Regions from separate parts of the Sus scrofa genome. Here all the other regions are linked to region 1. Evidence: chromatin contacts called from public Hi-C and promoter capture Hi-C data. All regions are on one chromosome and are shown on one strand. Each heading gives the region's core, a stretch centred on a gene start, on an enhancer-like site or on the middle of the called end of the contact. The rest is flanking DNA. Distances are from core to core; before and after follow the strand shown. Region 1 overlaps ITPR1 (inositol 1,4,5-trisphosphate receptor type 1). Region 2 overlaps ITPR1 (inositol 1,4,5-trisphosphate receptor type 1). Region 3 holds the start of ITPR1 (inositol 1,4,5-trisphosphate receptor type 1).

Evidence for each region. Promoter capture Hi-C pulls out the DNA fragments that hold promoters and counts their contacts. A called contact is a pair of places that touch in the nucleus more often than the background predicts.
Region 2: a Hi-C map of liver shows a contact between it and region 1, with 3 times the contacts expected there. The contact joins two enhancer-like sites. A contact is called at or near these places in 4 of 47 Hi-C or Micro-C datasets (embryonic fibroblasts, liver and skeletal muscle).
Region 3: a promoter capture Hi-C map of liver shows a contact between it and region 1, with 4 times the contacts expected there. The contact joins the promoter of ITPR1 here to the enhancer-like site in region 1. A contact is called at or near these places in 2 of 5 promoter capture datasets (fetal liver and liver), 4 of 47 Hi-C or Micro-C datasets (alveolar macrophages, embryonic fibroblasts, liver and 1 more) and 1 of 2 datasets of contacts at active chromatin or transcription factors (skeletal muscle).

What each region holds. Positions count from the first base shown.
Region 1 is chr13:61,175,797-61,179,277 of Sscrofa11.1, reverse strand. All of the region lies in intron 4 of ITPR1 (inositol 1,4,5-trisphosphate receptor type 1), which reads right to left. Among named protein-coding and RNA genes, the nearest start is that of ITPR1, 110 kb to the right of the region's middle. Within about 2 kb of position 2,102, at least 6 of the 83 cell types and tissues checked have an H3K27ac peak or open chromatin away from gene starts, as enhancers often do. A contact at or near this core is called in fetal liver and liver, where this site is marked.
Region 2 is chr13:61,089,123-61,092,656 of Sscrofa11.1, reverse strand. ITPR1 (inositol 1,4,5-trisphosphate receptor type 1) reads right to left here. Exons shown (of 59, transcript XM_021069282.1): 3 at 88-195. The coding sequence starts at 179. Among named protein-coding and RNA genes, the nearest start is that of ITPR1, 23 kb to the right of the region's middle. Within about 2 kb of position 1,971, at least 7 of the 83 cell types and tissues checked have an H3K27ac peak or open chromatin away from gene starts, as enhancers often do. A contact at or near this core is called in liver, where this site is marked.
Region 3 is chr13:61,066,101-61,069,462 of Sscrofa11.1, reverse strand. It overlaps ITPR1 (inositol 1,4,5-trisphosphate receptor type 1), which reads right to left and starts at 1,332. Exons shown (of 59, transcript XM_021069282.1): 1 at 1,080-1,332; 2 at 164-239.

The sequences.
Region 1 (3,481 bases), core at 853-3,352:
GCGGCATGTGAAAGTTCCCAGGCTAGGGGTCAAATCAGAGCTGCTGCTCCCGGCCTATGCCACAGCCACAGCAACACCAGATCCAAGCTGCATCTGATACCTAAGCCACAGTTTTCAGCAACACCTGATCCCTTAATCCACTGATCGAGGCCAGGGATCAAACCAGCATCCTCATGCATACTAGTCAAATTCTCAACCCATGCCACCACAGTGGGAACTCCGCAGATACTGTTTCTCAGAGACAAAGGACAACAAGGTAATTTTTTCCCCCTTAGGTGACCAGATACTTTTTCTGAGTTGAAAATTCAAGGTTGTTATCCTGTGCTTCCATCATCTTTCCTGGTTTCAGGACTGTCATTGACAAACACATGAAAAAACCAGAAATGGAGGTAGAAACTTCCCTTTTGACCTACTTTAGCCTGGCCAATAAATATTGATTCATCTTTTCACAAGGATTATTGAATATAGTCAATTTGAACCCACAGAAGTAAAAAATCAGGGAGACAAGGTCTCTTCCCATTGTGAGAGACAAAAAGGGACCAGAAATTCCTTCTAGACACAACCTGAACACAGGTATCTGCCTGGACGGTTGGAGCCTCTGCACTGGCCCTCGCACCTAGACAGGCAGATAGATGCAAAGACCCATGTTGGGGGAGCAGGGCCGGACGTCCAGAAGAAATGCCCAGAGTTGCCTCCCCACACCTGAGCCTGGTTCCCAGCTGCCTTCCTGACTCTGTGAATGACTGACACTCTTCTGACTGTTTCCTCTTTGGCTTAAGTTAGTCAGTTTCTGTTGTTTGTGACCAGAAGTCTGAGCTGACCTGTAGAGTAATAAAACATGTTGCACTCTGCTGGCAATGGAAATAAACAAATGCCAAAATAAGAGTGGGGCAAGGAATCTGGAAACCCTGGTTCCTGCTCTCGCTCCACCCCTCACTAGCTGAGCAGCCACAACCAGGTTCCTAAAGCTCTCTGTGTCCACATGTCTTACTCTAGAAAGCCTCCAAGTAAAACCTGATGAAGTATTTGGAAGCTTATAGTCCATGTGAGACAAGTCACAGAAAACCCAAAGGTGGAAGCACGGAGATATGGATACCTGGGTTTAAACCTCAGCTCTGTCCTATGTTAGGTGAATGATCTTGGGGGAAATTATCTCATCTCTGTAGGTTTTTATTTCTTGTCTATAAAAGGGCAATAACCACAAGTAATAACTCACCAACTAGCCTAAAAGACTACTTCGCTTAAAGAACTAGTACAGATCCTGGCATGGAGCAAACAAATATTAGCTGCTCAGACAGACTAGATAAACAAATTGCTGGAAGGCTACTCTGCAGTGCAAAGTATTGATGCATTTCACAAACATTCTTTTGAGTGAAAGAAACAAAAGCAATTTAAAAAAAAGTCCATTTACACTGAATGAATCCATTCACATGACTACAAGAATAGGCAAAGCTTATCTATAGCTACAGAGTCAGAAGAGTGGTTACCTTTGGATAGATATTTGCTGGGAAGGGGCACTTTCTGAGGTGCTGGAAATGTCCCCCTATCTCATTCTGGTGGGAGTCATGTGAGTATAAATGCATTTAAAAATTCATCAATGGGAGTTGCTGTTGTGGCTCAGTGGGTTAAGAATCCGACTAATATTCATGAGCATGCATGTTCAATCCCTGGCCTCACTCAGTGGTTAAAGGATCCCACATTGCTGTGAGTTGTGGAGTAGGCCACAGCGTGACTTGGATCTGGTGTTTCTGTGGCTGTGGTATAGGCTGACAGCTGCAGCTCTGATTTGACCCCTAGGCCTGGGAATTTCCATATGCCCTGAGTGCAACCCTAAAGAGACAAAAAAAAAAAAAACCAAAAACTTCATCAAGCAGTGCTTAAATTTAAGGCTTGTACATTTCTTTATGTGAGTGCGTAATACCTTAAGGAAAGAAGAAAATTAAAAAGCAGCTGTTCTCACCGAAAGGAGGATGATCTTGATGCTAATAGAAAAAATTTCCCTTCTATAAAAGGTTAACAATAGTGTCTGACAGCCGTCACTGGGAAAACATGCTTTGTTTTGTCAGGGTTCGGCCTGGGCGTTCTCTGGCTCATGACGGACAGGAGGAAGGGTGGAAGAGATGACATCACTGACTCCCTAAAGGGCCACTGCTATTTGTTAACCACAGGACATTCTGGGCAGTGAGAAATCCCTGGCCCAAAGTCCAATGCCCAAAGGGACTATAACCCAGGGAGGCTTTTCCCCACTGAATCCCTATTCTGTCCAAATAGTTTTAAATCATTAATAGGCAGCGGTTTAAAAAATGTAATTGGGGAGTTCCCGTCGTGGCGCAGTGGTTAACGAATCCGACTAGGAACCACGAGGTTGCGGGTTCGGTCCCTGCCCTTGCTCAGTGGGTTAACGATCCGGCGTTGCCGTGAGCTGTGGTGTAGGTTGCAGACGCGGCTCGGATCACGCGTTGCTGTGGCTCTGGCGTAGGCCGGTGGCTACAGCTCCGATTCAACCCCTAGCCTGGGAACCTCCATATGCCACGGGAGCGGCCCAAGAAATAGCAACAACAGCAACAACAACAACAACAAAAAAAAGACAAAAAGAAAATAAATAAATTAATTAATTAATTAAAAAAAATGTAATTGGTAATGAAATGCCATGATGTCTGATATGTGCTTCAGAAAAGCTGGGTATTTATAGACACGAGATTTGCCATGAGTTGGTAACAGGTAAAGGTGAGTACCGGATATACGGAGGTTCATCATACTATTATATTATTCTCTCTATACAGGCTTAAATTTTTGCACAATAAAAGTCTTCAAAATCATCTACATTTATTTCCAAGCATAAAACTTTCCCCAAAATCAATCAAGTGTTCACAAAATTCAAAACAAAGCTATTTTTCTTTAAGAAGAAAGAAAGAAACAAGGAGGCAGAGAAGGAGAAAAGCCTGTTACATATATAATCTGGTCAAATTTGCCAATCTATCTCAAAAACCAGTATGTTCTGGAAAGAAGGAAACAGCTGGAGGGACTTGTCAAAGAAGAAATACAATAGTCAGAAGTGCACAAAAACTTGAGACGATACCCAGCTCAGGTTAGATCTGTGAAGAGTAAACAATATTATGGATTTTTGTTTATTTTTTCTTTTTATGGCCATACCTGTGGCACATGGAAGTTCCTGGGCCAGGGGTCGAATTGGAGCAGCAACTGCCAGCCTACACCACAGCCACATCAATGCCAGATTCAAACCACATCTGTGATCTAAACAGCAGCTTGTGTCAATGCTGGGTCCTTGACCCACTGAGGGAGGCCAGCAATCGAACCTGCTTATTCACAGAGACAATGTCAGGTCCTTAACCCACTAAGCCACAACAGGAACTCCAATATCATGGACTTTAGGTTTAAAACCTTGCTGTGTAGAACTCTATCTCTTCAGTATCTCTCAAGGCAAATGAAATCTCACTGTGCATAGTCCTAGCTATTTCGA
Region 2 (3,534 bases), core at 722-3,221, 86 kb after region 1:
ATTCTTGTCCTAGGAAATCACAGTTTTTAACATGATGTTACAATGTCTTAAACAAATCCTGTCACACAAGAAATAGGTTGCTCTTACCCCAAGGTGCTAATAAATCCATTTGTCGATCCCTCGGCGTACAGAGAACAAATGTCTCCGATATGGAGGAAACTAGACATCTTGTCAGACATGTCTTTCCTGAGAATCCTAGACAAAGTAAAATATGCAACAGTATTAGAAGGAAAGAAATGTTCAGAGGGAAAGAAAAAAAGTCACTGAGAATTGGCTTAGCTCAATTTTTCAAAGCATCCTACTTAAAAGTCAAATTTAAATCAGAGTTATGACAGACAGGAGATTCACTGAGCCAAGCAGGACATATGCAACAACATTTTTTTTCCATATATCCTTTAATTTCAGGATGTTCCAACCACAGTAATGCATGTTTCTAACAAAACCACGCTTAAATGCAATTCTCCAAGTTGAGGACCTTCGATAATAAACAGTGGCTATAAAGACAGCAGGGAAGTTGGCCAAGAACTTTGCAGTGATTAGGAGCTGGAAAGTCTGACTTATGAAACATTAACATATTCAATCTGCCTCAGGGAATGTTCAGTCAGAAGGAAACACCTGGTATAAAACTTGAGTCTGGTAGTGCCTGGCCTGAGGTGCCAAAGCAACAAAATGAAATTAATAAGAGGAAACCTAGTAATAAATACCACAAAGTTCAAGCAGTCTTTTAAGAATTCAACAGCTCTCCACACTTCCCCCAAATGTTATTTCAGTGTCTTTCCTCCTCATCCTTAACCAAAAAATACTTGCAGAGGAAGAATCTTAGCACCTGATCCAATCCCTTCCCAATGCAGGTAAGAATAATATGGCTGAGGTTGTTTATGAACCTTGGTCAGGAACACACACAGGTAGTTAGGGGCAGGCCCAGAAAACACTCTTAAATTCAGGAAATCTCTACACAGCTCAGTAATCATTACACACACACACAAATATCAACAAAAATATTGTCATGACTCATAGAAACAGCTTTCATCGGGGCCATAAATATTGAGGAGTGGGAGCCAATTGTAAAAAACAAAACTGACATTTAAAAAACAAGCTCAGTTGTGTGGGAAGAGTGTGTGCTCGTGTGGATGCAGAAACTCCCCATTGTATCCTCAGGCACCTAGTAATAGACATTCAGGGTCACCTGGGTCTTCCCAAGACCTGTCCTCCAAACCCAGATCCTCCAGTTGCCCATCTCTTCACTCAAGTTCCCCTGCCAGGACGTATTTACCCCGCAAAGACACAAGAGTTGGAATGGCATAGGAAAGTATTATCTCCTGAAATTGCTTTCTGGGTGCCAAGTTTTCTTTGCAGAAGAATTATGCCACAGGGATCAGCAGGAAGCCTCAGGAAGCATTTCTCCCACCTTAGCAGGAGTGCCAGGTGCTGAACACAGACCATTAAAGAACCTCAGTTCACTGCTCATGAGAAACAGCAAGGAAAAACTAATTTAGCCCTCCAACAACCAAGATGTTGCAAGAGAGATAAAAAGCATTCCATTGAACATGAACTTTCAGAGAGACAGAACACAAACTCTCAAAAGAGAAGAGCTGCCACCTCTAGCCCTTGGGGAAAGAAATGCAAATACCATGCACAAATAATAAGTAACAGTTTGTCAAGTTCCCTCTCCAGAATCCAGCCTATCATCCTGTCATTTCTTCCTAACTGGATATTTTATATGCAAAGGCAAACCAATTTTTTCAGCAACATCCCAAAAAGCTGCACAAATGAAAACCACTATGGGCATTAATATTTCCCTTATGTGCTTATATTTAAAAGCCTTATCTAAAAGGGTCAGGAAGTCAGTGTACTTCTGGGACTGATTACTGGAAAACAAGTGCTGTTTGAATGGAGTCTGACCAAATTTGTAACTGTACACTTTGACCTCCCAGGAAGACACAGGGAGCTGCTGAATGCAGGAGAGCAGGGACGTGCTCAGGCAAGAGGGCAAGAGGCCTTATCTACTGTGACTGGCTCTCTCCTTTTGGGTGGCCCTTCGAATGTGTGTTTGTCCCCACTGGGGACCAGGCCAGGAAACAGCAGCATGACCAATATTCTCTGATCTTTCATCACCACCCAGTTACCTTACTAAAAGTTTTCAGGCCCTTAATGGGAAGAAGTGGACACAATTTAGTGTTTCCGAATGACAAAGCATGACATACTCAACACTGCCTACAGCTGATAATTGCAATAGATGCCTGGACGCCATGCCCATGAAGCAAGGTTGTGCACTGTGACCATTCTAATAATAATAGCTAAACTTTGGCAAGCATTACCATGCCTACCATTGTAGGCATTTGTTCTCTTCCTAAATCCTCAGGACCACAGCATGAGGCAGACACCACCGTTTTTCCCATTCTATTGGGAAACTGAGTGACAAAGAGGTTGACATGCCCAAATCATGCATAACTAGTAAAGTTATAACCCTGGGCCAGGATTATAACCCTGGTCTACATGACTGGTAAACAGAGCTGCTCATCAATGGTGATCCCTGGGAGGTGGATTAAAATGTTCTCCATTCTTATTCTCTAAGTGACAAGATTATGGAGAACTGTTTTTCTTTTTTATGCAGAATTCAATTGGCTAATTTTTCTACTTCACTATTTCCTCATTTTTCTACTGTGGCCACATAACATTTTTGTAAGTTAGGGCAAAAGAAAAAATGCTTAACCAACATGCTTAGTAAGCAGAACGTTGAACAAATAAACTCTAGGCATATTTTACATTTCCCCCTGAAAACAGAGACCAACACATCAACCACAGTTAATGATCTTCCACTGAGCAATCTGCTAGGGGTCCTAATTTTTAAAAGGGCAGAAACAGGGACAGATTCTTCCCTAGCATCTCAAAAAATAATCATCCTCACAAAGGACGAGGCAGAAACCTTCCTGGTCTGGCTGGAAACATTTTGAGGCTTCTCTTCATCTACACTTAGTCAAGTGGAGGACAAGGGAAGGAGGACTGGGGGGGGGGGGGGTTCGGGTATAATCATCAGTGATGCCCTGGAAGTAAAAGGTCAACAGCAGAGGCCTTTGGGGCCTAGAGGGGAGGAGGTGGAAAGTCAGCCTGTGAGCCTTCTTCTGGAAGACTTCCTGTTGTCCAGAAGCAGGGTGGGAGAGCCTGCTTCTTCATCTGATCCTGGACCATTTGTGCCTGAGAACCTCTTGCAGCTGTATCCAGGGCTCCGGTGTCACTCACAGTGACTAGGGAATCACCGAAGGGAAAAAGAGAGCTGGCGCCAAAATGCTGCTGAACTGCATGACCTTGGTATTTCAAACACTATGCGGACACCTAGGACTCTTAGCTAACAAACTCGGAGAGGGTCACCAGACGTCTAAGAACAAGCCCAGGTGGTCAGCTCCAGAGTTCCGACCACCTCTCTGATAACTAGCTATTACTTCTGGATGATTCTAGGGCTTCAAAGTTCTTTAAAAATTGTGAATTACTATGCTGTACAACTGAAACTTAAATTATAAATCAAGCGTACCTCAA
Region 3 (3,362 bases), core at 83-2,582, 110 kb after region 1:
CTCCCTAAAGCCCTCATCCAAGGTGGTGACAAATTTTGGAGACTGAGCCATGGAATTTCCCTTTCTTTCCTGCTCCCCTTCTCCATGGCTCTTTAGAGAGAACTTAAAATAGGCTAGGACAAAAACTTATTATGGACTACAGCTCTAAGGCTTCCACACTTACCTGACCCAGGTCAGGCACTCTGTTGCCAAAACACGCCCAGCCAGGGGTGCGAGTCCTGTTCCTCTGTAGTCAGCTCCTGCATATTAAGAAAGAAGACTGAATATAAGATTGGCTGATGATGAGTCCCTAATAGAAATTCTCAAATTCCACACTTCCACTTTCTTTAGGCTCTTTCCTGGAGGGACAAACCCCCTCCCACCTACATACACACACACAGGGCCACCGCCACCGCCAAATTTGACGGGTGTGTTGGTGGGATCAAGAGGTGAAGGTTACAGGTAACTTCGCCTATTTGTTTCTAATATGTAACTGATAAGTGAGACTAGGAACGCACAAACTTCCAGTGTGCCGGGAAGATCTGAGACTAAGGGAAGTGTTTGGCAGATCCCAAAGCACTTGTTTCCCGGAGCGAAGGCCAAGTATCTGAAGCCCGCATCCTCATCGGGCGTGAGCTTCGTCCACACTTGGTCCTTCACCGCTCCTCGGGTTTTCTTCCGTTTTTTAAAACCCTCTTCACCGGGACCCCCAAATGCATTATTCTCCCAACCATGCAGCACGAGGGAGGGCTACATTTTAAGAAAGATTATTTCCTTGAGCGGACTCACAGAGGACATCCCCACGCCCCCCCCCCCAAAAAAAAAAAAACTATTTCCTGCAGCTGCTGCAACAGTTTCCAACTTGGGGGAATGCCATTCCAATCCAGAATGGGTAGTCCTCAAAGCCAGGCGATGGAGTTGAGAATTTTTTTTTTAACCTCAAATGAACCCCCCCCCAAAACGTCCTCAGTAAAAGAACCCCCAAATGCACGCAAGTGCATGCAAATCCACCAAGAACTACCAAAAAGCGAGGCAAAAACTTCTGCGCCCGGGGGGACAGTACCAACTCCCCGCGCCCTCCGCCCGGCCCCAACCTCTACCTTGGTGCCCGGGGAGCCACGCCGGTTTGGGGGAGCAGGGCGAGGAGAGGGGTTAGCGGCTGCTGGGTAATCCCATGTCCGCGAAGAGGGAGCTCGTTCCGTTAGGATGGAAGCGGAACACCCACACCTCCTCTCGGCGTGCGCTTTCTCTCTCTCCACCCTCTGCCTCCTCCTCCACCACCACCACCTCCTCCTCCTCTCCTCCCACCCCAGCAAGCTTGAGGAAACGCTTCAGCAGCACATCCACATGGTTACTGCACTTTGAAGCGGCTCCTGGCAGCTTATATAGGCCGGGAAGCTCCCTGGGCAATGTAGTCCGAGCCCAGGGTCGTGGCGGCGCCTGGGGCCGCGGTGACGAACTACAAGTCCCAGAATCCCATGGGCTACCGGGCTGAGCTCTAAATAGACGCGCGCGGGGACAGGGAGGGGCGTCCTGCCCCGCGCCGAGGCTTCAAACCCGGTTCAGTGCTGGGAGCTGGCTGGACTTGGAGACGGCGACCCAAAACTACCCCTGGAGGGCGCCCCCAACCCTTGGGGACGCTCCTCCTTTGGCTGTCCCCTTTCCCTAGAATCCAGGTGTCCCTGGTAGCAAGGGGCGAGAGGAGCTCGGATTTCTGCTTTGGGAAGTTTTTACAAGCTGTTACCCACCCTCCCCCCGCTTTGAGTACCAGAGCCAAGAATTTCAGAAATCCAGGGCACGAAAAAGCCAGTGTTTGCGGTCAAGGATTAAAGGCGCGAGGTTGTCTTTATTTAATCTGCTCCGCCCGGTTCGGGTTTGCACAGAAAATTAAGTCTGGGAGCAACACTAGCAGGGACGCTGGCAAGTGGCTAGAGAGCACTTTCCTGAACCCGAACTGCATGTGTCTTTCCTCGCCCCGCAGGAGGTATAGAAACTTAAGCCTCTCGGTGTACAAATAAAGGAACCGAGTTTTGACTTGCCAGGGCTGGGATTGGGAAGCAGAAAATAAATACAAACCGCGACCTCGGTCCTGACCCTGCTTCTAGCAGCCCCTCTGCTCCTGGGAGCTGTAAATGCTTAAGTAAATAAACCGCAAACCAGAAAAACAAGGGCTTTGGAATGAGTAGCTTACACAAAGATGCGCGTTCAGGCGGGGTGCCCTCCAGCAGCTCCCACAGGGGCTTCGGGGGCAAGATGGGTTTCAGCTCACTGCTCAGGAGAGCCTGGACGTCCCGGGTTACAATCTGCTTCAGACTCTGGTTTTTGGAAGAAGGGCAGAAGCTAAGTTCGGAGGCCAAGTCTGCCAGATGCCCTCCCTGCCTCAGACGATGTGCGTTCATTGCAGAAACGTTTCCTGAGAATCTACTGGGTGCCAGGCACTGGGGCATGGTAGTGAGCCAAAACCACATCATAGAATTCCGAACAGACACAGCTTGCCACCGCATAGATCTGCTGCAACAACAATGGTAATAATAATTAGGCAGATTTTATTGAGTCCAGACCACATGCACTTTTCATGCTTAAAGCTGTTAAGTTTTAACAACCGTAGGCATATGTATTATCCCTATTTGACAAACGAGGGCTCAAAGAAATCAGGTAACTTCCCAAGATGACACCATAATTTAAGTAGTGCAGCCTGGATTTCAATTCCAGTCTATAAATGTACCAAGTCCTTGTCTTTGGGGAAATCCATCACCACTGCCTTAAACAGCCTCCCTCCGCATTTTAGGAGTAGCCTCTGAGCCCTTGGGCAAGTCATCTTTATCTCTTTGCCCTAGTTTTGCCATCTTAGAGGAAGAAAATCATCACAATTTGCCAACTTCCTCTCAGGATTACTTGATACAGAGTCAACAGTGTTGTGGAACTTCAGGAACAAATTAGGGGAGCACCATGGCAAATAATTATTTCTGACATTATAATGCCAAATCTAATAATAATTACTGAAATTTGCTGGACACATCCCATGGGCCAGGCATTATTCCAAACTTTTTACATATATTATCTCGTCAAATCCTATTAACAAACCACATTTTTTACTTAGGACACTGAGGCACAGAGGGGTTAAGTAATTTTCCTCAAGTCACACAGAGGGTAGGCGTCTGACTCCCAAAACTGGGACCTTAACTACTACCCTCCACAGCTTCCCCAAAGTAAACAAGAGCATTGTATTTTTCTGCTCATATAAGCATGTATATGCATCTGGGAATGGTTATCACATTCACTCTTCTCCCCTCCTCTCTTTCACCACTGTCCTCTGGTCCCTAGGCACTAAAGCCTTATTCCTAATGCCTCAGGCTACCACTCCCATCAGCAAGAATCTCCCC